Regions from separate parts of the Mus musculus genome. Here region 1 is linked to region 2. A link is a contact called in public ChIA-PET data. All regions are on one chromosome and are shown on one strand. Each heading gives the region's core, a stretch centred on a gene start, on an enhancer-like site or on the middle of the called end of the contact. The rest is flanking DNA. Distances are from core to core; before and after follow the strand shown. Region 1 overlaps Sass6 (SAS-6 centriolar assembly protein). Region 2 has its middle 16 kb from the start of Gm40125.

The links. ChIA-PET counts read pairs in DNA pulled down with a chosen protein or histone mark.
Region 1: an RNA polymerase II ChIA-PET map of effector CD8 T cells shows a contact between it and region 2, with 9 read pairs. The contact joins two enhancer-like sites. A contact is called at or near these places in 3 of 39 promoter capture datasets (the 3T3-L1 cell line, the HPC-7 cell line and liver), 2 of 115 datasets of contacts at active chromatin or transcription factors (effector CD8 T cells and memory CD8 T cells) and 2 of 9 other capture datasets (adipose tissue and pancreatic islet).

Annotation. Positions count from the first base shown.
Region 1 is chr3:116,628,966-116,631,722 of GRCm38.p6, reverse strand. It overlaps Sass6 (SAS-6 centriolar assembly protein), which reads right to left. Exons shown (of 17, transcript NM_028349.3): 17 at 737-2,757. It overlaps Mfsd14a (major facilitator superfamily domain containing 14A), which reads left to right. Exons shown (of 12, transcript NM_008246.2): 12 at 1-559. Among named protein-coding and RNA genes, the nearest start is that of Trmt13, 16 kb to the right of the region's middle. Within about 2 kb of position 1,407, at least 8 of the 459 cell types and tissues checked have an H3K27ac peak or open chromatin away from gene starts, as enhancers often do. A contact at or near this core is called in effector CD8 T cells and memory CD8 T cells, where this site is marked.
Region 2 is chr3:116,439,037-116,442,003 of GRCm38.p6, reverse strand. No RefSeq gene overlaps it. Among named protein-coding and RNA genes, the nearest start is that of Gm40125, 16 kb to the right of the region's middle. Within about 2 kb of position 1,688, at least 51 of the 459 cell types and tissues checked have an H3K27ac peak or open chromatin away from gene starts, as enhancers often do. A contact at or near this core is called in effector CD8 T cells and memory CD8 T cells, where this site is marked.

The DNA.
Region 1 (2,757 bases), core at 158-2,657, 190 kb before region 2:
TTCTGAAGAATGAAAAGATCAGCCACTTAGAATTCAAATTGGGGTGGTCAGAGCCTAGCCATCTGGCTCAATCTGTTTAAATCTGTTCTGCTTCTTATACCACTATTCTTTTGATATTTGCATAATCATAAGGACCTCAACACTTGAATACATAATCTAAAAATTATATAGTAAAGCTGGTAGCCTTGAAAATGTCAATGTGATATCTATATGTAGATAAATATATATAGTGGCCTTTCAGGACTGTCACAGTAACACTTTATTTACAGAGCTAATGTTTGTCCTAAATTTTCAGGACCCTAGAAGAGAGCTTTATACAATTACTGATGTGAATTTCTCTAAAGTGTATATTTTTGTGTCCAGTTATATTATTTAAAAAAGTGTTACTTTGTAAAAATGTACATAAAGTATTGTATAGTTTACACTGTTTTCATCTTGTGTGTGGTTACTGCCTAATGCTTTTTAAACTTGGAGCATTCACTATGATTAAATAAGGTCTCAAATGTAAATATTCTGTTAATAAAATTAAATATTTTAATGATTTTTTTCTTTTTAAAAAGGTCTTGATCTGTGAGTCCCTCCCTGTAAGGCCGGTTTAGGCTTTGTTACAGTAACAAATCCTCTTACCTTAACTTACCTTCTGCAATCCATTTGCTGCCCTCACCTCACCTCACCAAAAACAAAACAAAAAGCCTGAAGATAAAAATAACGAAGTGTGTAGGTCAACCGGAAATGCTTGATTTCCTAAGCACAGTTAGTCTTTTATTTCCTAAACATGCTTCTTGCATATAAAACGCTCAAGCCTCAGTGCTTTATTGACAAAGGTCACAGCTTTCAGAAATAGCAAAAAGCAACATTCTGATGGTTAACACATGTACAGTTATACAACACAAAACAATTTCAGACAAAAGCAGAAGAGGTAGAGCAGAGAGTTGGCGCTATCTGTGTGTGTGGACACTTAGCACAGAGACAGGTCACCAACACCCTGCGTGGAAATGAGCTGTCCTATCGTGGAAACAGGTTTATAAATAGTAAGGGGAGGGTATCTCTTCTAAAAAGCTATATATGTCTTGTATCCCTTTCCAAAGGCTGCCATAGCTCTTAGGTTTATTCTATAGTATTTACAACAGTCCTGTGCTGCATAGAGAGACTTCTTTCCAGAATAAGTGCTTTCAAGTAGTTATAGCAATATTCTTCCCATCACTGAACTGTGATAACAGCCCTCGTTGAAGACAGCTAGCAATAGCCATCATCCTGAAAGTGAGGCTAAAGATTCTACGTCACTGTCTCAAAATGTCTGCAACAGTGTAAAGTACTTGAAAAAAAATGTGTATAAATGTTTTGCCTAGAAACCACATGCATGCCTGATGCACTCTGGGTGACAAAATTGTGAGCTGTCATGTGGGTGCTGGGATTAGAACCCACATCCTCTGAAAAGAGTAGCTAGTGCCGATCATCACTAAGCCATCTCTTCAGCCCCTTGAAACTTAAAATATCACATGATTGTTAACATTTTACAGATAAGATTTTTGGGGTCTTGGAATTTTAATTTCCTTTGGGTGGTTGTCAACAAGAAAACAAAATTAGACCTCTAAGATTATAGAGGGTTGTTTTTGGTTTTTTGTTTCATTTTGTTTTTTAAAACTACTTAATTTCAAAGGAATAGTTCTTGGAAGTTTTTAATAGTGAGGAAGTTGTAATTTCCAATAGTTAACTCTCCTCCTGCTTTATTAACACTGATGACAAATTTTAATATTATAAAAAGTCCCATGAACTTTTATGGTGTTATTACACTGATGATCTTTATGGAATGCCCAGATGACTAAAGCACTTCAGTCATGTAAATACACTGTCCCAATGATTTTTATATAAAAATTATTTCAGAGAAAATGATTTACTCACTATGAATACTTAATTTCACTCAAAATCCTTAAGAGTGTCACTAGGTACATCAACCAAACTCCAAATGCCCATACCCAGGACTTGACTAGCACAAGGTCGAATACACTGTTTTGGGTTTGATTTTTTTTTTGGGGGGGGGGAAGGGGGTTCGAGACAGGGTCTCTCTGTACAGCCCTGGCTGTCCTGGAACTCACTCTGTAGACCAGGCTGGCCTCCAACTCAGAAATCCGCCTGCCTCTGCCTCCCGAGTGCTGGGATTAAAGGCGTGCGCCACCACTGCCCGGCTGGTTTGATATTTTTATCTTACTGATTGGTTATTTTTATTTTCTTTTTTAAGGGAGAAAGAACATAAAATTGGGTGGGTAGGAAACTGGAGACCATCTGGGAGGAGAAATTATAAACCAAATATATTGTGTAACTCAGGCTTGGTGGGTACACAGCTTTAGTCCTAGGTCTTGGGACACAGAGGCAGGTGGATCTGGGTTTGAGGCCAGCCTGGTCTACATACATAGCCAGTTCCAGGACAGCTTGAACTACATAATAATAGACCCTGTCTCAAAAAAAAAAAAAAAAAAAAAACTTTGAAAGTTGTATGAGAACTGAATGTAAAGTCAATGTAAGGCTCAATGGTCACAGGTGGAAGCTCTCCCAGCTCTCAGGTGGCAGATTAAGATTTTTTTTTTTTTACAATAAAAATGATCGAATGAATCACAAGTCTTCAGTTTATATTCCCTGCAGGTGTATCTTGATAAAGTGTCCCTAAGCAGACCAACTGGTAAGAATCTGATACAATCCAGTGACTTTTTGAAACATTCTGTTTTGTTCACAGAAAAAAAAATACCATTTACTCAGCAT
Region 2 (2,967 bases), core at 439-2,938:
ACAACACAAACTACTCCCTCGATCGCTCTCGTGGCCCCGCCTCCGCACCCTTTTTCCATCCAAGCTTCGCAGAAGTATAACTTTCGTCTTCCACTCTGTCAGTTTTGGTACTAGGCCCCAGAGACACAGCAGCAAGCAGAATCAGCAGAAACTCTTGCTGAATAAAATTATAATCTAGTGGGAAAGACTTATAATGAACAAAATAAATCAAGTAAAATACCCAGAGTTTTAGAGACATAAGTGCTATGTGAGAGATCGTGGCGGCAGTGTGGGCGTGATGTCTGACTTTAGAAGCGTGAAGGAGAGGCCTCATTGAGAAGGTGACTTTTGAGTCAAGACGTACAGGAGGTGAGTGAGTGAGCCCTGGCAAGGGAGCACTGAGGTAAGAAGTCAAGGAAGGAGGGGCTAGAAGGTTCAAGAAACTGTAAGGACCAGTGTGGCAGGCAAGAAGAGAAATAGAGGCAGACAGCGGGATTGGATGATGCTGAGATACGGTATTATCTTTTTTTTTTTTTTTTTGGTTTTTCGAGACAGGGTTTCTCGGTATAGACCTGGCTGTCCTGGAACTCACTTTGTAGACCAGGCTGGCCTCAAACTCAGAAATGAGCCTGCCTCTGCCTCCCAAGTTCTGGGATTAAAGGCGTGTGCCACCACGCCCGGCATGGTATTATCTTAAGACTGCCTTATATTGCAGTATTAAGATTTTGACTTTTCCTCTGAATGACTTGGGATACTATTAAAGCAAAGAATCGCTAAAGCTTGGCAGGATTCTGGAATGCTCATAGTTGCCCCGAGGGAAGCTAGCTAGAGAATTGCTCTAGTTATATAGGAGATGGTAGTGGCTTTGATGGAATAATGGCTGGAGAACCATCCCAATTATGAACATATTTTTGTTTGAGGAAACAGAGTTTCTTGCAGCACAAACTCACCTCACATTTACTGTGGTGGTTTGAATGAGACTGGCTGCCACCCCCAGCCCATAGGCTCCTAAGAGGTATGGCCTTGTTGGAGAAGCTAAGTCACTAAGGATGGGCTTTGAAGTTTTGAAAGATCCCTGGTGTTCATGTTCTTTGTCTCTTTGTCTCTCTGTTTGTCTGTCTCTCTGCCTGTCTCTCTGTCTGTCAGACTGTCTGGCTCTCTTTCTGTTTCTCTCTCTCCCTGTTTCATGGTTGTATCTCAAGATGTGAGCTCTGAACTATTCCTTTGCTTAGCTGTCATGAACTCTACCCTCTGAAGCCATAAACCCAGAATAAACTTTCTTCTCTAAGTTTCCTTGGTAATAGTATTTTATCACAGCAATAGAGAAGTAATTAAGACCCTTACTGGTTAGCTAAGGTTGACCTTGAACTCTGATCCTCCTGCCTCTACCTCCCAGGGGCTGGGATTATAGAGCTACTGTTTCTAGCTCTGCATATATATTTAAGGCACAGGTTGCAGGGTATGCTGCAGACTCAATGTGTCATGTGACAGAAAGAGAGGTGTTAAGGATAAATCCAATGGCTAAGGCCCAAGGCACTGGAAAAGCACAATGTCAATCAAATACGATGGTGATTGTACAGGGATTAAGTTTTTATTTTTAACACCAGAAGTTTGGGGCTTGGAGGAAAAAAAGTTGCAAGGCGGCATAGAGATCATAGTCAAAAGCCACAGGATGAGATGAGGCCATACAAAAGGAAGTGGCTGAGGCAGAAACACACACACTCCGAGGTGTGGGTGCTCCCGTTTCAGAGAGCTGAGGGACTCTCAGAAGGAGCAGATCCTAGAAAAGCCGAGTCCACGAGGCAGAAAGGGAAGCAGGAGATTAACTGGGGAAGCCGAGGAGAGTGATCGGAATGGGGAGAACAAGGGTTCAGTGTTGCTTCTTGTAAGTCATGTAAAATGAAGAATCAGACTTTATGGGGGATTAGCAGGGGCTGCTGGTGACTGCCTGAGCATCTGGGGACACACACGCGTGCGCGCACACACACACACACACACACACACACACGGAGTAAGTTTATACCTGGATGCATGTGAAAACCAGTGGACAACCTGGGTGTCCCTCCTTCTGTCTACCTTGTTTTGTTGTTTTTCTTATAGGGTCTCTCATTAGGACCTGGCCCATAGATTAGGTATGGCACCAAGCTCCAGTGATCCTTCTTGGTGGCCCTAGCACTGGATTATAAGTGTGCCACCATACCTGGCTATTTAAGGTGGGTCCTGGAAACTGAATTTGGGAATGGTGGTCATTTGAGCAGCAACACTTTCCAACTGAGATATCACCCCAATCTAGAGAGGGTTTTATTTGAATAATCTAGAGATGCTTAGTATAATTTTTAATTTTTTTCTGGTGCTGGGATTTGAATCTGGGGTCTCTTATATTCAGTAAATTCAGCTATAATACCATACTTCTCTGTTATCTTTGATAAAATGCATAGCCCCTTCTGGCTTGCCAATACCTGTATCCCTCTATGCCTGGGGTTATTTTTTGTTTTTGGACTCTTACATACATGCAACAAAAAGAAGTGCCAGGATAACATCCCAGGGAGCAGCTGTCAACCAATGGGTGGTGGGAGCTGGTAGGTAAACCTCCCATCTTATATTGAGGAAGGGGAGGTGGGTGGAGCTTAAGGTCCTGGTTTTATAGTGTATTTATTATGTATACCATTGTGCAGTGTATCCATGGGAAATAAGTTTGTCCTTCACAATGGCTTCTAGGCTCAAAGACAACATCCTCCATTGATTGCCTTTTCTTCCTTCCTGGCCTCATCTCCTCTCTCCAGATGCTGTTGCCTGTAATTCCCCAATAAATTTCTTGTACTTGAATCTTTGTTCTTGGGGAACCTGAGTTAAGTCTCTTCATATTTAAGTATCATCTAAAGTTCAGTGATGCTCTAAGACTCAATATTCTGGGAGGGTGGAGTACCAGAGAGGGTGTGGAAATTCCTTGCTTCTCCATATCTTCCTGATTCCTGTCTCCAACTGTCT